Regions from separate parts of the Mus musculus genome. Here regions 1, 2, 4 and 5 are each linked to region 3. Evidence: chromatin contacts called from public HiChIP or PLAC-seq and promoter capture Hi-C data. All regions are on one chromosome and are shown on one strand. The core of a region is the stretch at or near the end of the contact, and the rest is flanking DNA. Distances in the headings are between cores, read along the strand shown. Region 1 holds the start of Znrf4 (zinc and ring finger 4). Region 2 holds the start of Safb (scaffold attachment factor B). Region 3 holds the start of Mydgf (myeloid derived growth factor). Region 4 holds the start of Lonp1 (lon peptidase 1, mitochondrial). Region 5 holds the start of Micos13 (mitochondrial contact site and cristae organizing system subunit 13).

The links. Promoter capture Hi-C pulls out the DNA fragments that hold promoters and counts their contacts. HiChIP or PLAC-seq counts read pairs in DNA pulled down with a chosen protein or histone mark. Capture Hi-C pulls out chosen DNA fragments and counts their contacts.
Region 1: a contact with region 3 is called in an H3K27ac HiChIP or PLAC-seq map of embryonic stem cells, with 7 read pairs. The contact joins the promoter of Znrf4 here to the promoter of Mydgf in region 3. A contact is called at or near these places in 2 of 39 promoter capture datasets (embryonic stem cells and maxillary cranial neural crest), 3 of 484 Hi-C or Micro-C datasets (embryonic stem cells, granulocyte-monocyte progenitors and uterus), 5 of 115 datasets of contacts at active chromatin or transcription factors (embryonic stem cells, large pre-B cells, memory CD8 T cells and 2 more) and 1 of 9 other capture datasets (pancreatic islet).
Region 2: a promoter capture Hi-C map of embryonic stem cells shows a contact between it and region 3. The contact joins the promoter of Safb here to the promoter of Mydgf in region 3. A contact is called at or near these places in 15 of 39 promoter capture datasets (the 3T3-L1 cell line, 3T3-L1-derived adipocytes, the C10 cell line and 10 more), 4 of 484 Hi-C or Micro-C datasets (B cells, CD4 T cells, muscle stem cells and 1 more), 12 of 115 datasets of contacts at active chromatin or transcription factors (astrocytes, bone marrow-derived macrophages, cardiomyocytes and 9 more) and 1 of 9 other capture datasets (adipose tissue).
Region 4: a contact with region 3 is called in a promoter capture Hi-C map of liver. The contact joins the promoter of Lonp1 here to the promoter of Mydgf in region 3. A contact is called at or near these places in 11 of 39 promoter capture datasets (the C10 cell line, the HPC-7 cell line, cranial neural crest and 6 more), 2 of 484 Hi-C or Micro-C datasets (the C10 cell line and CD4 T cells), 7 of 115 datasets of contacts at active chromatin or transcription factors (astrocytes, double positive thymocytes, effector CD8 T cells and 4 more) and 1 of 9 other capture datasets (liver).
Region 5: a contact with region 3 is called in a promoter capture Hi-C map of neural stem cells. The contact joins the promoter of Micos13 here to the promoter of Mydgf in region 3. A contact is called at or near these places in 8 of 39 promoter capture datasets (the C10 cell line, cranial neural crest, embryonic stem cells and 4 more), 8 of 115 datasets of contacts at active chromatin or transcription factors (astrocytes, double positive thymocytes, effector CD8 T cells and 5 more) and 3 of 9 other capture datasets (adipose tissue, liver and macrophages).

The regions. Positions count from the first base shown.
Region 1 is chr17:56,509,354-56,514,065 of GRCm38.p6, reverse strand. It overlaps Znrf4 (zinc and ring finger 4), which reads left to right and starts at 1,583. Exons shown (of 1, transcript NM_011483.2): 1 at 1,583-2,818. The coding sequence starts at 1,761. The coding sequence ends at 2,744. Gm33258 (a long non-coding RNA gene) reads right to left here. Exons shown (of 3, transcript XR_385666.4): 3 at 4,400-4,712.
Region 2 is chr17:56,583,692-56,587,795 of GRCm38.p6, reverse strand. Safb (scaffold attachment factor B) reads right to left here and starts at 2,814. Exons shown (of 21, transcript NM_001163300.1): 1 at 2,446-2,814. The coding sequence starts at 2,634. It overlaps Safb2 (scaffold attachment factor B2), which reads left to right and starts at 3,211. Exons shown (of 21, transcript NM_001029979.3): 1 at 3,211-3,522. The coding sequence starts at 3,352.
Region 3 is chr17:56,182,556-56,187,155 of GRCm38.p6, reverse strand. Mydgf (myeloid derived growth factor) reads left to right here and starts at 3,236. Exons shown (of 6, transcript NM_080837.2): 1 at 3,236-3,417; 2 at 4,441-4,491. The coding sequence starts at 3,265. It overlaps Dpp9 (dipeptidylpeptidase 9), which reads left to right. Exons shown (of 21, transcript NM_172624.3): 21 at 1-474. It also overlaps a transcript of Tnfaip8l1 not described here.
Region 4 is chr17:56,624,715-56,629,387 of GRCm38.p6, reverse strand. It overlaps Lonp1 (lon peptidase 1, mitochondrial), which reads left to right and starts at 2,485. Exons shown (of 18, transcript NM_028782.2): 1 at 2,485-2,907. The coding sequence starts at 2,515. Catsperd (cation channel sperm associated auxiliary subunit delta) reads right to left here and starts at 1,245. Exons shown (of 22, transcript NM_175350.3): 1 at 1,138-1,245. The coding sequence starts at 1,199.
Region 5 is chr17:56,608,414-56,612,570 of GRCm38.p6, reverse strand. Micos13 (mitochondrial contact site and cristae organizing system subunit 13) reads left to right here and starts at 2,800. Exons shown (of 4, transcript NM_153152.4): 1 at 2,800-2,931; 2 at 3,548-3,725; 3 at 3,879-3,933. The coding sequence starts at 2,903. It also overlaps a transcript of Rpl36 not described here.

The DNA of each region.
Region 1 (4,712 bases), core at 334-2,833, 330 kb before region 3:
TTCCATAGGTCTGCAGGAGTGTGAGGCAAGAGGATGCTTTGGGTTCATGGTCACCTGGGTTACAGCATCCAGAGAGATGGCAAGGACAGAGTGACTGACAGGGGTCATGGAGCAGGCCTTGGGCCTGATATGCATTTGGTGCTCCATATGTCCTCCTGTGGTGGAGCCTGAGTCATCCCAAACCTTTGTGATGTGTGAGCCAGAGAAAACCCGGCACTAGGGAGGCAGAGGCAGGAGGATCTCCATGAATTCCAGGCCAGCCTGGGCTACATGATGAGCACTTGTCTCAAGAAAACAGAGAGCCGGGTGTGGTGGCACACGCCTTTAATCCCAGCACTCAGGAGGCAGAGGCAGGCAGATTTCTGAGTTTGAGGCCAGCTTGGTCTACAAAGTGAGTTCAAAGACAGCCAGGGCTACACAGAGAAACCCTGTCTCGAAAAACCAAAAAACCAAAAAACCAAAAAAAAAAAAAAAAGAAAGAAAGAAAGAAAGAAAGGAGGAAAGAAAGAAAGAAAGAAAGAAAGAAGGAAAGAGAGAGAGAGAGAGAGAGAGAGAGAGAGAGAGAGAGAGAAAGGAAGAAAGAAAGAAAACAGAGAACAATAACCCAGCAAAACCAGGACCTTCCCTCTAACCAGACCATGTCAGGTCTTTAGTCATAGTCTGGGGACTGACCTGGGAATCCGAAGGACAGTGATGCTGGAAAAGAACTGAGTCCCACTTCCTTTGCACCCAAGCAGAGACAGCGCATGTCCCTGCCTCTGAACTTCAGTCACAGCTGATTATGGCGGGAGCACTAGTCACACCAAACAATACGAGAGCCCTGATTGGCCACAAGGAATTGGGGAGCAAGGTTCAGAGGGGGCAAGGCCTTTCTGAGGGTGGCACAGTAGAGATACAGAGATGGCACTGAGCAAGATGCCAGGCATCTAGTTCAAGGAAGGCAAAGAATCCTTGTAGTTGTTTCCTTGATCTCCTCACTAGCATAATAGTCCTCAATTGTTACTGCATCCACAGTTCAGAGCTACAAAATGACACTGCACATGATGAGGACCTGTCCAGACAGGAGAGAATGGATCCAGGTATCTCCATGGTATCAGGTTGGGGAGGGGAAGGGAGTTCCTCAGTCTGTGTGAGTTTTGGGAGGGTGGATCCCCTTACCAAAATACAAGTTCCTATCTCTTCTTGAGTTTTATTTGTCCTCTGGGGTAGGCATACTGAGATGAGCCCAGCCAATCGGAGCCCCGAGTCCGTATGGCCACGCCACAAGCCCACAGCTGACGGGAGCAACAGCATTCTGCTTCCCTGGGGTGGTGAGAGGCTGCTCTGTCAACGGGAATCCTATGCCTGAAGTCTACTGTTGTGCTCAGATGCCAAGTTAGACTCAGTTTCCCTGTTCATGAACTGACATCAAATGAGGCGAATGACCTGGGCTCCTCTGGGAATGACCTAAGTCAGGGATCAAGTAATGCTCCACCAGCCACCAGTCTGCAACAGCCAAAGGGATTTATGACAATGACGTCATAAAGGTCGGAAGCGTCCAGAACCCCGAGGTGTCATCCTCAGAACTTGTCTCCTGGACATCATGTGGGCTGAACTGTCGCCGGGAGCCTCTTCCGCTTGAGGCCCCCGAGTTCGGCCACAGTAGGCGCCGCTCCCACCCGGCCACGGGATCCCCGCGTGGCTCCGGAGATGCCCGAGGGGCTTCAGTACCGTCCCACCAGGGACTCATCGGAGCTCGGGAGCCGGAGGTAGGGACTGCCATGGCGCGGTTTGCGTGGACCCGGGTAGCCCCAGTGGCCCTGGTGACTTTCTGGCTGGTCCTGTCCCTGTCGCCCACGGACGCTCAGGTTAACTTGAGCTCTGTGGACTTCTTGGACCTCCCGGCGCTGCTTGGGGTTCCTGTGGACCCCAAGAGGGCACGCGGATACCTGCTGGTGGCCCGGCCGGCCGACGCCTGCCACGCCATCGAGGGCCCCTGGCCCGACAACCACTCACTGGACCCACTAGTGCTGGTCCGGCCCCTGGGCTGCTCCTGGGAGCAAACAGGGCGGCGAGCACAGAGAGCTGGAGCCACAGCAGCCTCAGTGGGCCCTGAGGCCCCAGGGCAGCTGCGCGAGTTTGAGGACTTGGAGGTGACCGTACGCTGCGACCAGCCAGCCCGCGTGCTGCTGCCTCACGCGGAACCCTGCCCCGACCCCGAGTGTCACCCTGTAGTGGTTGCATCCTGGGCGCTCGCCCGAGCCCTGGCCCTGGCCGCATCTACGCTGTTCGTGCTGCGGCAGCTGTGGCCGTGGGTCCGGGGCTTGGGTAGCCGGGGCACCGCGGTGAAGACGCAGACATGCCAGAAGGCACAGGTGCGCACGTTCACGCGCCTCAGCGACCTGTGCGCCATCTGCCTGGACGACTACGAGGAGGGGGAACGGCTCAAGATCCTGCCTTGCGCACATGCGTACCACTGTCGCTGCATCGACCCCTGGTTCTCGCGCGCCGCGCAGCGTTCATGCCCCCTGTGCAAACAGTCAGTGGCCAGCACTCACGACGGTTCCACGGACGGCAGCGTAGGCGGCGAGGAACCACCCCTCCCCGGACACCGCCCGCCCATCTGGGCCATCCAGGCCCGGCTGCGCTCCCGCAGGCTCGAGCTGCTAGCCCGGACAGTCCCCTGCCGTCGCTGCAGCAGCACCACGTCTCTGGGGGTGGCGGAGAACGTGGCGCAGTCAGAAGCGACTTCCGAGCTCTCCTGACCCCAACTGACGCGGGAAGGGCGGAAACCAGGCAGGGGAGGTTGGGGGTGCCCAATAAAGCGTGTTTGAATCTGGATAGTTTCCCGCTTTCCTGCACTGCGTTGAAGGAACCAGTGGAGCTGGACACGGCCTCTGTGTAGCCATGCCAAACCTCGCCCACGAAGCAGACCCCGCCTGCCCACCACAACACAATCACGCCATCTTCTCCCGACCCCAGCATAGCCTTGCCCAGTCCAAACCTCGCCTCAGCATAGCCCTGCCCCCCTCCCCCAGCATGGCCACGCTGGGGGCCAGCATAACTACGCCCCGCGCCGTCCAGTGTTTGTCCAGTCTCGTTTTCAACTCCCACACTCCCGCACCCGTCCTGCCCCAGGGGCTTGCGACTCAGGCCAGACGGTCCACACTGTCTCGCGCCTCTGAGCCTTAGTTTTCCCATCTGTTAAACGGGCTCGGCAGCGATACCTGCCCCACTAGTCTAAGGATGACTCTGATTTTCAGTATGTGCAAAGACCTCGGTGAGCGTTCAGCATTTGTTGACTAAGTGACTAACTGCCCAGTTGTCAGGAGTGATGAAGAAGCCCCTACGGTGGACAAGGCCACTGTCCTTGGAGGCTGGGGATGTGCAGTGGCCTCTACATACAGCAGGCGCTTGATAAGTGCACACGGGGTTCCCTTTTTTGTAAGTGGGGGTTTCTGTTTTTTGTCGCAGCCTCTCTGCCCTGCACCAGGGCCCGGGCTTGTGTCCAGACGCCTCCGGCTGCCACCGGCTTCCAAGAGTCTCAGCTGCCGGGGCGCCCGTGCCAGTTCCGCACCCCGGTTCCTGCGGGGGCCTTTCAGGCGGCGCTATCAGTGTTCGCCCGCGGAGGAGCAAAGGGGGAAACTGAGGCTCTGCAGAGCGCTCTGGCCATGGTGACAAGGCGCTGGCGGGGGGCTGTAGTCTTCAGGGCTCCTGCGAGGCTGCGGGCTGGAACAGGGCAGTAGAGGCAGAAGGGACCCGAATTTGAACTCCAGTCATGGGTTAACTAGACAACCGTCGGTCTATGCAAGGAGCGGGGACCCCGGCTTCAGTCTCGAGGATCCCCAGGCCGGGGCACAAAGATCAGGAGAGCAGGCTGCGGGGGCCCTCGGGGATCTGGGCCTGTGCAAAGGTCCTGAGGCCTGGTGGGTGGTCTGCGGTGTCTCAGCCTTTCTTGGTCCAGGTGTGAGCCGAGTCCCTGCCACCACCACCCCCACCCCACCCCCGGGCGCCTACACCTTCTGCAGACAGACCTTGCAGCACTGGACGACCTCTGCCCTCCTCCCGCCCCTCCTCCCGCCTCCTCCTGTGCCCCGCCCACGGCCCTCCTCCAGACTCCCCCTTCTCCCCCTCCCCCTCCCCCGGCAAGCCCCGGGCCTGGCCCAGAAGGGGAGGACATCCTAGGAACAGATGGCCGCCGTCCTCGCCCAGTGCTTTGCCAGTTAATTAACGCCGCCTGTAATTAAACTTCCCACAAATTAGCTGTCAGCGTCGCTAAAGACAACCGTCCTCTCAGATGCCATCTTGATGAGCGGGATCCTGAGTCTTGTCAACAGGATAATTAGAGGATGGGGGTTGGGTGGGGTGAGGGTGGGGGGATCTCCCTCCTCTAATGTCTCTATCCGCACCCATGACGGGACTGCAGCAACACGGGCGTTTTCCTCTTGTTTCATAAATTCACATTTTGCATTGTGTTTTTGAGGCTTTATTGAAGACCTACTGTGCTTAGGCACTGTGCGGAGGGTTGGGGGTGGGTGGGACGACAGCAGTGATCAGGGCAGTGGAACGACTGTTTAGCTTGAGCTTGACAGGCATAGGGAAGGGTCACAGCGGTAGCTCTATGTCTCTGTCCCTCTCCCTCTCTCCCTCCCTCCCTCCCTGGTGGCTCTGAGCTTGTGCAACTGTCACATCTAACTGAATCCTTAAATCCCACCTCACTGCATCACCCCCCC
Region 2 (4,104 bases), core at 1,565-4,064, 400 kb before region 3:
AGCTAGTCAGCTTTCAAACAACTCCAGGTAAGCTGTAGAAAGGTATCTCATTTTATCCCTTGGGGCTAAATGACAGAGCTGTCCCTCCCAGGCTACCTCAGTAAACCCCCTCTAACAGGTGCTCCTCCACACCACCTCCCTCTTTAAAAATCCAACCCAGAGATGGTCACAACAAGCAGGCAGAGGGACAGTACTGTAGACTTACCCTCTGATCTGACAAACATACAGGGGTGTGAGTGGAGACAAGCACAGACCAGGGTCCCTCTGCAACCCCCAAGAGGACAATGAGAACAGCACCCTAAAGCCAACCCTCAACTTCTAGTCTTGAGAGAGCTTGGTACTGCCAAGGCTGCACAGTGCCTCACCAGCAGGCCGAGCATCACCCTGGCCACCCCCTTTCACACCCTGTATGTTCTGTAGGTGACACCAGTGTAGGGAGCTTCTTGCCCATTCCAATAGAGATGTAGTGTCCTTAAAAAACAAACAACAAGCTGGGCAGTGATGGCGCATGCTTTTAATCCCAGCAGGGATTAAAGAGGCAGACGGATTTCTGAGTTCAAGGCCAGCCTGGTCTACAGAGTGAGTTCCAGGACAGCCAGGGCTACATAGAGAAACCCTGTGGGGGGGAGGGGGGGGACACGACGATGACACAACCAACAAACCAAAAAAAACCCAAAAACAAACAAACAAAACCCCCAAAAAGCCACCAAACCAAACCAACTGAAAAGAGTGCCTGACGTTCAGTAGGTAGTGTGCCTGCCCTGGCCTCTAACTTCCACACCTCATCTCACAAGCAAGTAATGTTATATGCTGTACATGTTCACAGTACATGAGAGGCCAGAAGACAACCTCAGCTTTCTCTTAGGTACCATCCACCTTGTCTTACAGACTTGACTGGACTAGTCAGGCAGTGAGCCTCAGGGATCGTCCTGTGTCTGTGAGCACTGGGATTGCGGCTGGCACCCCACCTGACCTTTACTGTTGGTGCTGGGCACAGAGCTCAGGCCTTCACACTGCTGCCCTCTCTGCTTGTCACAGTGTCTTCTCTCAACAGCAACTGGTGACTGACTTTGGATGGATCTAGGAGGGTTAAATCTCCAGTTCCTTGTGCAAGGGATGACTGGGCAGATGACAATGTCTGAAAGCTAGAGGGGACAGCTTTTCAAGGTGTAACACAAACAAAGTCTGCTTTCTAAGGTGGAGTAAACAACTACAAAAGCCAAAAGGGGGCCCTGTGGAGACTGAGCTTGTTTACCTGGACTAGACTGCAAGCCAAGCAATGCCTACCCTACCCTGAAGGCAAGCTACTACTGCCTTGATCTGAGGACACTCAGAAGAGGTTAAAGGTCTTCCTGACAGAGAATCTAGGCCACAAAGGAAGGCAATAGAAATGAGCCTCTTTCTCAGGGGGCTCAGTTTGAGGCTGGAACTAAATCCTCCGACTCCCACCTGACCACACAGAATGGAGTGTTATAGCAGTTGTGTGGCAGATGGTTCCAAGGGCCTCTGCAATATTGGGCAAGCATGTTACCTCTGATCTATGTGTCCAACCCCTTTTTTTTTAAAAAAAAAAAGAGACAAAACAAAAACCTACTATGTTTTACAGAAAGGCTTTCACGCATCCCAAGATGGCCTCAAACTTAGGATCCTTCTGCCTCCACCACTCCCGGCCTTAGGAAGTATTTGGGATAAAACTTAGGGTTTTGTGCATGCAAGGTAAGCACAATACCAAATGAGTAGCACACTACCAAATGAGTAGCTCTTGGACCTACTTTATACTTTGAAAAAGGCTTAGCTAGCCCTGAACTCTAATATTCAGGTTGGTTTGGAACTCCTCTACAGCCCAGGTTGGCCTTGAACTCACATCTGACTTACCTTTATCAACAGAAAAAAACGTTCTTTCCTTCCATCTCGTATCTTCCCCTAGCTTAGTTCTAGCAAAGAATTAGAAACAATTTATTTTTCCGCTTTGTTTTTGTTTTTTGTCTCCCTGGGCTACCTACATCCTCCGGCTGTCTGCGAACTCTGAGAGTTTCTCATGTTTCATCTCCACCACCCCTGCCCCCAACGTCACTGTGTCTTCCCAGATTAAAAGAAAAGAAAAGAAACAAAAACCACCTGTTCTGCCTCGGGGGCCGAAAAGGGACTTGGGATCGAATCCCGCCACAAGCTGACCCCACTGGATGACCTTGGCCGAGTCCCCTTCATCCCCCTTTGGGGTTGGGACTAAGCAGTACAGGGAACGCGGTGTCATCGATCCCCCGAACCCGTTCGTGGTGTTATTTCCCTCTGGTCGCATCGCTGGGGGCGTCGAGATTCGAATCCTTGCACCCGGCGCCCGCGGAGCCCCAGTATTAGCGCCCAGCGCGAAGGCCAACGGGCCACTCCGGGCCCGGCGGTGGGTGTCGCCATGGCGACCATGGGGTTCCCCCCCGCGAACCTCACCTTCTTCAGCCGCTCCATCAGCACGCTCTTGTTGCCGCTCGAGTCGAGGTTCCGCTTCTTCAGCTCCGCCCGCAGGTCGATCACCCGCAGGTCGCTGAGCCGCCGCGTCCCGGTCTCTGACGCCGCGGAGCTCACGGCCGCCGCGCCCGCCGCACTCGCGTCTCCTAAACCCGACAGAGTCTCCGCCATTCCAGGGACCCTGGTTCCGTCGCCCACTTCACACAGAACCGGGTCAGTGGGTTTGCGTGAGTGTGTTTTTTTTTTGATTTGTTATTATTATTATTTTTTTGAATCTCGGCCCTCTTACCACAAAATGGCGCCGCCTGAGAGGGAACCGCTTCAGCCTCCCCGGAGGCGCACCTCGACACTGCGCAGGCGCCGCCGGCGCGAGCCCTACGCTCTCAGACGCCTTTACCCAAGCGCAGTGTGCGCGGCGGCAGAGACGACGTAGGCGCGCCTCGCCGGCTCGCGCTTGGCCGCGGACCAAGACGCATGCGTGCTACAGGTCGTGCGCCTGCGCATCACTGTCGGAGCGCTGGCCGTAGAGCGGTGGCGTGCGCAGCCGGGCAACGCTGCGAGAGGCAAACGGGGGTCAGTGAGCGTAGCGAGGCGGTGCGCGTGCGCATTAAAAAGAGGGTGGCGACGGGGCCGGGGGGGGGGGGGGGAGGGGGGGCTTACGACCGGTTGCGCATGTGCACTTGTACCCGCGAGGCTCGAGACTGCTTTGGCGTGCGACCTAGGAGGTGCGTCAGAGCTGTGCGCCTGCGCAGCCGCAAAGGGAGGCGGGAGGAAGCGAGTGCGTTTTCCTCTTCGGCAGCGCCATTTTGTACTACCTCCGAGCCGCCACAGCTGGTGCCAGCGAGTGGAGGGGGTTCCGGAGCGAGTTGGGAAGTCGCGGAAGCGAGGATGGCGGAACCCGGGACCGGGTCGGGCGACCCCGCCTTTGGTCCGGGCGCCTCGGAGAGTGGGACGCGGCGGCTCAGCGACCTGCGGGTGATCGACCTGAGGGCGGAGCTGAAAAAGCGGAACCTGGATACGGGAGGCAACAAGAGCGTGCTGATGGAGCGGCTGAGGAAGGTGAGGGAACCCGAGTGGCGCCGTGGACCCGGGCACGTAACTGCCCGCGCAGACTCGGGCCGGCCTTCCCACCCCGAGCCCCCCCCCCCGACTTCGGTCTGTGCTGTCAGTTACCGAAGCAGCCGAGGCTGTGTGACCTTTACTAGTCGCTGCCCCTCTCTGTGTCTCGCCTCCCACTTGCCCCGGGATTTGCAGGAAGCCGGGCCTTGTTGAGTAATCGGGTGGCTCTGGGCACGTCTCCATGATGACCTTGCACCTGCAGCTGTCTTTTCCGCCACCCTAGTTTTACTCTTCTGGGGAATCTATCAGTCAACCCCACTGTTGGCGGTGCCCAGTGTCTCTGCACAGACCATGTTCGCTCCCAGGTCCGGTCCCCTCGCGCTTCCCTGGTCTTGGAGCCTAGTTGTCATCTCGAGTCAGCGTAAGATGTCACTTTCCTCCCCCTAGACAAGAAGTCTTGTCTACTGCCCTTCAGCGCTTGACACAAGCTTGCCTCTGTGGAACAGGGTCCTTGAGGGTTAGGGACTCCTGATTGGCTGCAAGTAGAAGGCGCCAGAATACTTTGAGGGAAAATTGGCCAGC
Region 3 (4,600 bases), core at 1,987-4,486:
CCATCCTAGCGCAGAAGCATGTGCCTGCCACCTGCTGCCCCTGCAGAGTCATGTGTGTTTGTGGTGGGCATTTTAAATAATTATTTAAAAGACAGGAAGTAAGCGGTACCGAGCAATGAAACTGAAGGTACAGCACTGGGCGTCTGGGGACCCCACGCTCTCCCAACGCCCAGACTATGTGGAGCTGCCAAGCCCCTGTCTGGGCACCTCTGCCCTGCCTGTCTGCTGCCCGGATCCTCCTCACTTAGCACCTAGGGGTGTCAGGGTCGGGAGTAGGACCTGTCCTGACCTCAGGGTTATATATAGCCCTTCCCCACTCCCTCCTACGAGAGTTCTGGCATAAAGAAGTAAAAAAGAAAAAGAAAAAAACAAACAAAAAAACCAAACCACCTCTACATATTATGGAAAGAAAATATTTTTGTCAATTCTTATTCTTTTATAATTATGTGGTATGTAGACTCATTAAACAATTCCAAATGAAAGTGGTGCCGCAGTGAGGCTCCTTCTCAAGTGGTGTTGGCTGGAGGACAGAGGGACTGCAGGGGGCTCTGTGGGCCCTTGGGGTGTCAGGTGGGGACTGGGGACAGGTGATGGGAGGATGGGGTGGGTACAGTGCTCAGGTGGGCTGCAGCCCAGCACTTGGGAGGCAGAACCAGGTATCTCTCTGTGAGTTCGAGACCAGCTTTGTCTACAGAGAATTTCATGACAGCCAGGGCCACACAGAGAACACTGCCTTAAAAATCAATAATATTATAGAAAACAATTATTAAAGATTAAAAACTTCCTTGTAAGAAATCTCACGTGGGTAAGCCGCTCTTTCCTGCCGGGTTCTGTCCCAGCCCTGAGAAGCACACAGATGGCCTCTGTGGTTAGTGAAATAGCCCATTCCTTCTTATTCCAAAGGCGTGTAGGAAACAGAAGTGGGGCTCATGAGGTGGCTCAGCAAGTTAAAACGCTTGCTGCCAAGCCTGACAACCCATCTGGGCTAGAGAAAACTGGCCCTACAAGCTGCCCTCTGACCTCCACACGGAGGAAATACTAGAAAAGATCAACTGACAGTGAAAGAAGAGGATGGGAAGTGACCAAGAGAGCAAGCGGGCGGTGTGAGTGCTTGGATGGAAGCCCAGGGACAACATAGCTCTGAAGTGGGACAGTGTCCCTGCGGAAGGGCATTCTGGGACACTCGGGCCCAGGAACCACATAGCTCTGAGAGGAAGCCTCCTCAGCAGAGGTAATGGGGCTCTTCGGGGAAGAAGGTATTCCCCCGCTGAGCTGTGGCACTCAGGGGCCTCGCCCCATCTCTGCTTTTTCATTGCCTCTTTTCTTCTTGGCTTCTGAGGAGAGAGTCACACCAGGCAGAAAATATCATGAAAGAAATTTATTGAGGAGTTCAGGGACAGCTGCCCTTTGTCTCCCAGGAGCAGACAGCTGGGAATTGGGCCGAGGGGGCAGTGCTTGGATTTCTGAGAGGGGCAGAGATGTCCAGGTTGAGGATTGGTGGAATTTCCAGTGCTGAGCTCAGGGGAGGCTCAGTGATTGGTGGGCTTTTTTTTTTTTTTTTTTTTTTAATGGGAATCTCAAGGGACTAGTGGGTTTTCCTGCTCAGCGATTGGTGGCTTTTTTTTTTCCCACCCCCTTTCCCTGCATCAGGCCCATGGCTAAGGGTGGAAAGTCCTTTCTGGCTGCAGCCAGCTTTTGCTGAAGCGACATCTCTGTGGGACTGCTGGGGGTGGGGTAGGCTGGGGAGGAGATGAGCCACTGTGGACAGCTCCTGTGAGGGCTGCAGGCTGAGATGTCACTGGTGCTGCCACTTTTGACAGCACTTGTGGGACACTTTACTGCAGCAGCCCATAGGCTGGGGTGGAAAGGAGGACCCCGCCACTACTCTGATGGCTTTTGTGGTGCACCGCTCAGGGACTACAGGAGGACTGGGATGGGGCAGGCTAAGGTGGCATCAGCAGCCATTTGAGAGGAAATGAGGTACTTGTAACTAGATAGAGGATCACTTAGCCGTAGAGTCTAATTTTAAGATACTTATTTTCTGTTGTGCAAGGCTGCTTGCCCCAATTCACATGTAGTGAGAACAGCTTTTAGGAGTCAGTTCTACCACCATCTAGTGACCAGGGCTGAAGTCATGGCTGCAAGCCCTTTACTCACTATTCCATCTCGCTGGCCAGTGGAAAGATGGGAAAATTATTCAGCAGCAGAGGGCTGGCCAGGCATGCTCTAGGTCCGGTAACAGCATAGCAACACCTGTGACCTATAGGAAGCTGCAAAACCGGAAGAATTCACTTTTAAAGTATTGCTATTATTATATTATTTTCATGTCTGTCTGTGTACCACATGCATACCTGGTACCTGCAGAGGCCAGAAGAAGACATCGGATCTCTTGGAAATGGAGTTAAAGTTGTAAAGCACCATGTGGGTGCTGGGCTTCAAATCTTGGTCCTCTATAGAACAGCCAGTGCTCTTAATTGCTGAGCCATCACCGCAGCCCTCACAATAAAATATTTTTGAAAAATATGCCGGGAAGTGGTGTCGCACACCTTTAATCCCAGCACTTGGGAGGCAGAGGGAGGTGGATTTCTGAGTTTGAGGCCAACCTAGTCTACAGAGTGAGTTCCAGGACAGCCAGGGCTACAGAGACCCCCCACCAAAAAAAACACAAAAAACAAACCTTAATACACACACACACACACACACACACACACACACACACACACACACACACACACATATATGTAAAATATGTTACAAAACAAAAAACAATCAACAGGTGGTGGTGGAGGCCTACGCCTTAATCTCAGCACTCAGGTGGCAGAGTCAGGCAGATCTCTGAGTTCCCGGCTAGCCTGGAGAGATTTCCAGGACCTTGTCTCGTCAAAACCAAAAAAATAGGACAAATAAAAGTGAAATAAACCATATTTATTAACAAATGGATAATCTAACAAAATTAAACACTGTCAACCCCCATGTTGTCCTGAAGTGAGTCCGGGAGCCCATTTAAGTGAGATATAAAAATATCCGGGGGGGAGGCAAAAGTTACCTGCAAACTCCAACCCAAACAAGCGCCAAGACGAAGTCGCCCTCCAGGCATCCGCGAGCGTCAATCAGAGGCGCTGTAGTGCATCACGTGCCAAGTCGAGTCCCGCCCCACCATGGCAGCCAAATCGGGCGGGGCGACGTTGTCACCGTTCGGCGCTGACGTGTCCCGCGCGTGTCACTCCACGTTCGCGAGCGCCTGCGCATTGCCCCGGAAGCAAGATGGCAGCCCCCAGCGGAGGCTTCTGGACTGCGGTGGTCCTGGCGGCCGCAGCGCTGAAATTGGCCGCCGCTGTGTCCGAGCCCACCACCGTGCCATTTGACGTGAGGCCCGGAGGGGTCGTGCATTCGTTCTCCCAGGACGTAGGACCCGGGGTACGTGCTAAGCCTCCTGCCCGGGAATCGATGCCTATGGACTTCCGATCAGGTGGTCCTGGAGACCGGGTGGAGTGGCAGAGGCAGGGTTACCTGAAGAAGGGACCTGGCTGCCTCGTCTGTCTTCTGTCAGTCACTCCCTACCTGCAAGGCGACTTCCCCTTGCCCATCTCATTGTAGAAAAGGGAATACTGGTTGATAAGAGCAGCGGATCTAGGGGACTGGCTATACAGGTCGCACGTGGGTTACTCACTGAACCCGGACTAGAGCGGGAGCACCCCCCAAGCCTTACACGAGTCCATCACCTCTCCTTTCAGCGAGCCAGCAGTCAGCCTAGCCTCTGCCCGCCCCAGCTTGGCTTCTGGGACAGCGGTGTCCCTAGTGACCATTTCTTGAGACCATTACTATAGTCCTGTGCTTTCTGGCAGGTTTGTGTTGTGGGCAGGAAGCAGTACAAGCTTGTATCTAACAGGAGCCCCGAGTACTGACCTCATAGGTGATGTTCTAGGGATGATTGCTGAAGGCCATTTGACCTTCCTAGGAAATCACAGTGATTTGAGCAAAGTTCTGAGCTCCTGAGAGGAGAGAGATCTGGTGGCCTCTGGAGGGTGTACTGAGGGATGGAACCTAGAGTCTCACATCGGCAGAGCCAGGGTTCTGCCCCGCCCTAGGCAGGGGCTCCACCCCTGAGCCACATCCCTAGCTCCTCATTAGGGGATTCTAGGTGGGACTCCACCCCTGAGTCACCCTCCCAACCCCTCACTGCTGGATTCTGGACAGGCTCAACCCTTGACCTTCTGGGCAGGGGCTGATGTATATCTCAGTCCTTTTTGATCTGTTTTACATCGGGACAGCACCTTGCTAAGTCACCCAGGCTAGCTTATGTCCCAGTTCCCAGTTCTGCGTCAGCCTCCTGGATACCAGAGATGATGTGCATACAGGACCATGCCCAGTATGCTAGGGTCTTGGTTCTGAGTATTGAGATCTTTGCTCTTCAGCCTCCTTTTATTTCTCCTTCTACAGAACAAGTTTACATGTACATTCACCTACGCTTCCCAAGGAGGGACCAACGAGGTAAGTTCCTCAGGGTGTCACACGACTGGTGTCAAGGGAAAGTGGCCAGACTCCCGAGGCTCTAAAGTCCCAGTCCCTTGAGCCTGAAGGACTTCTAGTTGCCTTGGCT
Region 4 (4,673 bases), core at 1,236-3,735, 440 kb before region 3:
CACCAAAAGTGGGAGACTTTTCCTTTCTCAGCAGGGCTTCCCTGTCTCTTCCTGTCTTTGTTTGGACAGTGTCCTTAAACACAGGTGGCTGGCCTCTGAAAAGTGACCAGCTGCAGAACTCAGCACACACAGCCTGTTCTGGCTTCCCACCCACATGACCCATTGGCCCTTTCCACCTGTACCCCTCAAAAAAGCCCTTAAAGCCGGGCGTGGCACACGCCTTTAATCCCAGCACTCGGGAGGCAGAGGCAGGCGGATTTCTGAGTTCGAGGCTAGCCTGGTCTACAAAGTGAGTTCCAGGACAGCCAGGGCTATAAAGAGAAACCCTGTCTTGAAAAAACCAAAACCAACCAACCAACCAACCAACCAACCAAAAAAACCCCCAAAACCAAACCAAAAAGCCCTTAAATACGCTCTCATCCCTGGAAGAATACAGCAGACATCCCACTGCAGTAGTCTCCAGAGATCATTTTGTCCATATTCATGGCTGTCTGAACCCTCCTCTCCACCTCTGCCCCTTTTGTCCCCTCAGGCTGGTGACCTCCGGGGAGAAAAGTGGGAAGGAGGAGGGCATACAGAGACATACTTGCATGTTAGCGATCAGAGACACTGCTCACCATGGCACTAAGCACAGCATACTTCCCAACATGCACTCAGCCTCAACAGCCCATGGCACTGCTGCTGAGCCAGGTAGGGATGGATGGTGGGACAGATTGCAGACTGCACAAGGAACTTAGGTTTGACGCATGTCCAAAGCCCTGGCTCCACACCCAGAAATGGATTTTAGTGATTTGCTTGGGAGAGATATGCCAAATTTGATTTCTACAATTGGGCTGGAGGGTATGCCTGGGCTCCAACAAGAACCAGCCCCATTCCTCCTGTCATAAACCTCCCAGCAGGGCTGGAGAGATGGCTCAGTGGTTAAGAGCACTGACTGCTCTTCCAGTGGTCCTGAGTTCAATTCCCAGCAACCACATGGTGGCTCACAACCATCTGTAATGGGATTTAATGGCCTCTTCTGGTGCGTCTGAAGACAGCTACAGTGTATTCATATAAATAAAAAAAATAAAATTGAAATATCATTTAAAAAAAAAAAAAACCTCCCAGCAGCAATCCAACCCAGTTAGGCAGTTGTACCGGCACAGTGTGTGAGCCCTGACCATGGTGGCCACTGCTGCTGCTAGCATCAACACCAGCATCTTGCCTGGTTCTCCACAGCTAACACTGCTCTTCAACCGCCAAGCTTGAGAAAGTGTCTGAGCATGCGTGAGGTTAGGCCGCTTCTCTCCTACCCGCCTCTTGTCTGGGCACGCGCACCAGGTAAGAAGGCCACTAGCAGGACCTTTTGGACGTGTCGGACAAAAGCCCGGTTAGGTCTACGCAGAGGAAACTGGAAGGAGTGGGCATGCGCAATATGGAAGCAGAGCTCGCACATTTCAAACCTGAAAATTACACCCAGGTTCCCAGATCCATAAGTCAAAATCCAAAGCATGCCCAAACTTCAAGGAGGTCACCACAGCACTAGCATGAGCACACGTGGGTGTGGAAGCAGAGCTTTGGGCATGCATCAATCCACTCCCTGCTTTGTGGAGCCGGAGCATGCACACGGGTCTCTTGGGACGTGTCCTGGAAGCTTCAGTGTTTTGGTAAGTGCCTCACGGACCACTGACAACAAAGGCAACGCTGAGCAGGCGCACCTGCGCACGGCCTTTAGCATGCATACTATACGAGAGGCAAAAGCCCTCCAAGCACGCCTCCTCCAGTGTGGAGTGAAGATGCCACCAACTGCGTAGGGAGATGTAGTAAAACCTGTTGTTGTGTATCAACAAAGAACGCTGAAAAGACTAAAGTTAAAGGAGGGGTGCGCTGTACTTTTCTTCCGATGCCTTCAGAACACAGAATTTACCCTGTAAAACCTTTTTGATGGCAGTAGAAAAACAGAACGCAGTACTAAGGTACAGCTTGGACAGGACAAACCAGTAGTTGTAGGAACTGGGAGGGGCCACGCTTCTTCCAGGCCCCCTTCCTAGAGCGATGCCCCCCGCCCCCTCCGCACAAGCTCCAGTCTGGAGTCACCGCTCTGGCCACGCCCCTATGTCAAGCCCCGACCTTTGAGCCCGCCTTCGGCCATATCCCTGATTCCAGTTCCTCCAATCCCTGCCTGGTGGAGCGCCCCCCATTCGGACCACACACCAGTCCTGCTTTCTCCGTCATGTTTCCTCAAGCTTACTACACCTCTCACTTTTTCATCCAGATCCTCAAAGTCCTCTCTAGAACATCCTTCATCGGGCCACGCCCCCTTGCCGTCCAACTCCAAGCCCCGCTCTGAGCCTTGAACCACGCCCCTACTCCGCCCTCCCATCCCCAAACCCAGTCTCCCTCTGACCACGCCCACTCACTCACCTTATTCAAGCTCCGCCTCTCCAGCCCGAAGCACGCGAGCGTCATCACGTGCGCAAACGGGGGGCGAGCAGAGATGACGTAAGTGCGGTGCGCCGTCAGTATGGCTGTTCCATGGCGGCGAGCACAGGCTACGTGCGGCTCTGGGCCGCTGCGCGGTGCTGGGTTCTGCGGCGGCCGCTGCTGGCTGTCACCGGAGGCCGGGTCCCGAGCGCGTCCGGGTCGTGGCTGCGCCGAGGATGTCGGGCCTGCGACATGTCAGCTCCCTGGGGCGGCCGCGTTCTTCCCGGCGGGGTCCAGTGGCGGGGGCTGTGGGACTCGGGCAACCGCGGTGGCAGCGACGAGACCTCCGAGGGCGGTGCGGAGGACGGGGCCACGGCGAGCACCGGGGAAGGCCCGGTCGTCACAGCGCTCGCGCCCATGACCGTCCCGGATGTGTTTCCTCACCTGCCGCTCATCGCCATCACCCGCAACCCTGTGTTCCCGCGCTTTATCAAGATCGTGGAGGTAACCAGAGCCCCCGCTCCCCTGCTCTGCTAGCGGGACCGAGTGGTCTCTCAGCTCCCTCGCGTCTAAGAAACTTTTGGAACCGCACTCCTGCTTGTCATCGCACCACTCTGAGGCAAGAGGATACCACAGTCCTTGGTGGCTCACTTGGACACAAATTCTTCCCTTTTTCTGGTCCTTCAGGACCCGAGATAGTGAGTGTAGAAATCCCAGGCCGACTAGCAACAGAGTATAGTTATTTCGCTTCCATCCTGGTGAAAGTTTTGTAACGCCTTCTCAGCCTTGTTCAATGGTGTAGAGTTTATTCATTGAGACAGCCTTATGTATCTTTTGTCTTGAGACATTCTCCTTTTTCACACCCTTAATTACCCGCGTAATGTATCGGGCATAGTTGTGGGGATACAAAGTTACAGGCTTTAGGTATTACATTGTAGGAGTAGGAGAAAGGCCGGAATTACTGGAGTCTGAGTGGTTTACCAAAAAAAAAAAAGGGACAGGATTTTTTTTTTTTCCCTGACACTGTCCCTGACATCTTCCTGGTATTTACCCCTAAAAAGAAAGAAACTTCAAACAGCCTTTTAACTAAGGGAGGAAAATTCCACTGCAGGAAGCTGATCCCATCTGATCCTTTCAAATTAGCTGGCCATGAAGAGGGAGGGAGAACAGGATGATGAAATCAACAGAAAGCAGAGACTTTTAAAGGGGAATTTTCAATCTGCCATCTATTCCCCTATGTCTTGAGTTCACAGAGAGCAGTGGTTATCAGTTAACCTACTAGCAAGGTCATACAGTGAGTCACAGCCACATCACCCGCAGGCCCCCTCCATTCTCTTTGCCCTGCCAACCCTTGAAGGGAAGTGTATCAGCACAGATGTGGGGAGGGTTAAAGCGAGCTCCTCCACCTACCTCCACTCCCATGCTTCCAAGGCCCATCTCACGTTGTCTGTCTGGTAGAAGGACACACACATTTGCCAGATAACTTCTGTAGGGTAACACGGCATCATCACCTATCTACAAGTTGCTCCCCAGGGCCTTAGTTTTCCTCACCTGGGAAATGGACATAATAGCAGTTCCTGTCTTGGAATCAGAGAACTCTTGTGGAACTCACACAAACTGTATGTAAAGGCTATTTTGGTTTTGGTTGAGGCAGGATCTCATGTAGCTCAGGCTGCCCTTCTAGTTGCTGTGTAGTTGAAGTTGGCTTTAGCTCCAGATCTTCCATCTCTTTAGCTTTTGGGTAAGAAGTGCCTCATCTGGTCCTGAGTGACTGAGTTATAAGTCTCTGCTGTTTGCTGCTTGGAGGGGGTTTCCTCATACCGTGATGCTCATAGGACTTGTTATGCCTGGCAGGCTCTAGTAGTGTAGAACTGCTCTGGAGGCCCATTCTGTATCCTCTTTATTCTCAGGGCTTCTCAGACCAGGGCTGCCCACACCTGGTTCCTTAACCCTACTGTGGAGACAAATGTGTGCTGGGGCAAGAACAAAGAGATGCTTCTTCCAAGTGAACCCAATGTGCCATTGGGAGCTAGCTGTCAAGGGTGTGGTGTTGAGACAGTGGTGTGTGCTTTCCTGTTGGTATCACCTCATAAAATGACCAGAGTCAGGGAGAAAAAGATGCTGAGACCCATCACAGAACACTTACCTGGGAGCTAGTGAATAGTTGTTTTTTTATTTTTTTTTTGTTTTTTGGTGCAAAACTCAGCTTTTGGTCTACAGCCATCAGACTCATGTGCTGTCTTTGGCTCTGCAGGCTGGTTAGGGTTCTG
Region 5 (4,157 bases), core at 1,551-4,050, 430 kb before region 3:
CCTCTCCTTCCTCACTTTTTTTCTGTGAGCTATGGTCTCGTGCAGCCCAGGCTGTCCTGATAATGACAGGCGTGTAACACCCAAGTGCTCCAGCAGCTGAGCTGTACTTGAGCCTCCTCCTCTCCTGCCTCAGCTTCCCACACTCCACGCTCTGTCAGCCTGAGGAATTCCAACAGTAGAGAACATAAGAGAATCCAACTCTCATTACGAAGCAGGGCATGGATGTACCAGGATGCAGTACTCTGGAGGGAGCAGAGGGCAAAACTCGTCAGCAGCACAAGTACTTGGATAAGAGTGGGAGGGGCCAACCCAGATAGGCGGGGCCTGTGGGTAGCATCACCCTGGGATGGAGCTAAGGCCCTCGTGGGGATCCTCAGCCTGCGTGCCAAGAGGGTCCACTCTGGTACCCTAGGGTGGCTGTGCTGATGATCAGGCCTGAGAAGAGTCCAAAGAAGGTAGGAATAGGTCCTAGAACACAGGAGGGAGAGGAAACTTGAGCAGGAGCCGGGGCGAGGCAAAGCTGGGCAGGGGCGGAGCTTAAGACAGAAAGAGGGAATGGAGGAGAGGGGGCGGAGCCAATCTGGGCAGGGGCGGGGTCTTTTACGCAAGAGGGAGGGGAAATGAGCAGGACCTGCTGTCCAAACCAAGGTGGGGGTGGGGTGGGGTGGTAGAACACAGCAGGGGCTGGACTTGAATGCAGGAGGGAGGCTAAACTTGAGTGGGAGCTGAGGGCAGAGACCAAGAAGGGCAAGGGCGGGGCCTAGTATCCAAGAGGCAAGCCTCTGGCCCATGGGGAGTAGGTATTTCTTGATGCCCAGGGCGCCATCCTCCAATGTCCCCCTATATTTGCAGGTACACAGAGTATTTTGCTGTATCTCTATCACTGCAGTTTCTGTTAACAAGCACACACTGAAAGGTATATTCCTGTTGACATTTAGCCAGGGAAGAAACAGCCTCAGGTCTGGAACAAGTTATAAGGAAGTTGGATGAAGAAAGTGCTCTCAAGTTCTCCCATTCTTCCCTCCCACTCACACTCACTTCCTACCCCCATCCCAGCCCTGCACCCACACACAGGGAGGCTCGCCTTCCGTGTGTGAGCCTTAGTGGGACATAATGAAGATGTCCTGCTGCCAACATCCTTCCTTCTTCCTCAGACCACTCACTCTGGTCATTCTGGGAGTGGGGGGAAAACAAAGCCCTGGGCCCCTTAAAGGGTCCTCCAGGAGCCAGTCCAAACTGCCCAGTCTGCTCAGCTTTGTCCCAGGTCCTGGGCCTGTGCACTGGCTGAGTTCTTGCTTGGACGCTCTTCCCTAAAACTTACTTCTTTCAAATCTTAGGTCCAAAGATACACTGTCTAAGCGCTACTGGCAATGCCACATGCTACCTTGCCATGTTCTAGGCTCCTCTCACCCATTCTTAGTCATGAGGGTTGGTTTATTTTAGTTCTGGGTGAAAAGGAGAAAATGTCACCATAGACACTGGACATGTCTGTAAAAGCAGGAATGAGGAGGCCCAGGCAGGAGAATTCAGCTTTGGTCCATATGAGTTCCAGACCAATCACGTACAAAGAATAAGACCCCGTCTAAAAAAGAAAAAAACCCACAAAGCTGGGTGATGGTGGAACACACTTTAATACCAACACTTAAGAGGCAGATGCAGGCAGAGCTGTGAGTTCGAGGCCAGCCTGGGCCACAAAGTGAGTTCCAGGACAGCCAGGACTGTTAGACAAACCTTGCCTCAAAACAAGCAAGCAAACAATAACCAACCAAAGGCAAACCAAACCAAACCCAACACAAAAATAAGTAATAAAGAAATAAAGTTGTGTGTGGGGGGGGTCTTGTGTATGGTTGAATCGGAATGACCCCTACAGTTTCATGTATTTGAATGCTTGGTCCCCATTTGGTAGAACTGTTTGGCAAGGATTAGGAGATAAGTTTTCTTGGGGCAGGGGTGACAGTGGTGTGGACTTTAAGGTTTCAAAAGCCCACACAATACCCTGTAGTCTCTTTCAGCTTATGAGCCACAATGTAAGCTCTCAGCTGCTGCTCCAGCGCCATCCCGGTTTGCCTGCTGTCATGCTCCGCGTTACGATGGTCATGGTCCTCTGAAACTGGAAGCAGAAAACTTTTCCTTCTATTGAGTTGCCTTGGCCATGGTGCTTTGTCAGGACAACTGAGAAGTAATTAGGACAATAGGTCTCCATAGACAATTACAAGGCATCCATGCATCCATGGTGCACATCTGCTCAAGCTCACCTTGCAACCGAACAGGGATCTACATGATGTCCACTTGGCCGCTAACCCCTCCTGCGGCACTTCGCACCCCAGTGTGGCTCCTTGTACTCCGGACCACCCACCGCCAACCCGTTCTCACATGACCCCAAGACTTCTACCCGGCAGGGATCCTCCAGCGCCTTGGCCTTGGCAAGTCAACAACCTTGGCAAGCGTCCATCTCACAGGCCATCTGTAGCCTCTCCAAGCTTCCTAGGTTAGAGCCACACCCCTAACCGCTCACGTGAACCAAAGGCCTGCTTCTCTGGAACAATCCAGCCCTCGCGTTGCCGTGGTAACCATCACTTAGGCTTGCTTCACCTGGGGGACACTCAATTCTCCGCGCGGGCGCGGGGAATCCGACCAGTGTCTTCCGAGGGCTCGTCTCTGTCGTGCCTCCAGACTACATTTCCCAGGAGCCTTCGCGGCCTAGCCCTTCTTTGGTCTTCCGCCTAACTAATACATTTCCCAGAAAGAATTGCGGCAGCCACGGACCTCGACCTACAAGAGTCTAACTCCATTGCGGCTGACAGCGACCACTACATTTCCCAGGAGTCTCAGCAGCGACACCAACCGGAAGCGGCGGGCGAATTACTTGTCCTTGCGCGGCGAGTGAAGCGAGAGACTAACCATGGTGGCTCGAGTGTGGTCGCTAATGAGGTGCGTGGACAATCGTGGAGGCCCTGAGAAAGTTCGGGGCTGTAGGCATCTCTGCCTCGTGGCTTAGGGTCCTGCGACGGCTCACTTCCGGTTGTTACGGACCTTTCTCACGGTCTGTGTAGGGAAACTGGCTTCAGCCAGCCCTTATCACCCTACTGCTTCAATTTACTCTTAGGTGCAATTCAGATGCGTAGGCAATCCTGCCCATCTCCCTCCGTAGCTGACTTGAGTAACTTGCGGGGAAGCTCCGCCAGACACCCTGGAAGGTTTTGTACCAGGGATCTTGAGTGTCCATTATCCTTTGCAGGGTTTCGAATGACCCACCCTGTCTCTCTTTAAGACTCCGTTTACTGCTAAAAGTCGTGTCACAAAGGCAAATGAAATGATCAACTGGCCGGGAGTGGTGGCACACGCCTTTAATCCCAGCACTTAGGAGGCAGAGGCAGTCGGATTTCTGAGTTCGAGGCCAGCCAGGTCTACAGAGTGAGTTCCAGGACAGCCAGGGCTACACAGAAACCCTGTCTCGAAAAACAAAACAACAACAACAAAAAATGATCAACTGTCTGATCTCTGAGATCCTGCCCCCCACAGCGTCTCCCTTCATGTATTCCTGAAGGTTCCTCATTAAGGGAAGTGTGGCTGGAGGAGCAGTCTACCTTGTTTATGACCAGGAGCTGCTGGGGCCTAGTGACAAGAGTGAGGCTGCCCTGCGGAAGGCCGAGGAGGTTGTGCCACCAGCAATGTACCAGTTCAGCCAATATGTGTGCCAGCAGACAGGTCTGGAGATGCCACAGGTACCTTGGCTGGGAGTGGGTGGCCTACAGGTTGCTTCTGGGTGTCCTTGGGGCCTCCTCCACCCCTGCTTGGTGGAGTTTTGTGTTTCTGGGTTTGGGAGACAAGGCTGTGACCTGTTTCCCGTGTCAGCCCGTGTTCCTCTTTCTTCCCAGCTCCCAACCCCTCCAAAGATTAAATTTCCAAACTTCCGTGATTCCTGGAACTCAGGTAGGCCCCTATGCCCCTGCTTGGGGGGATGCCTGGGCACCCCAGCCTCTCTCCCAGCCCTGTTTACCTCATTGACCCTTTCTACTCCTCCATGTTTTCCTGTTTGTGTGCCTGTATATCACCTATGGAACTAAGTAGAAAGGACTGGGTATGGTGGCCCATGATTGTGACTTTAGTATTTGGGAGGCCGAGGCAGGAAAATTGTAGTTTCAAGGCCAGCTTGA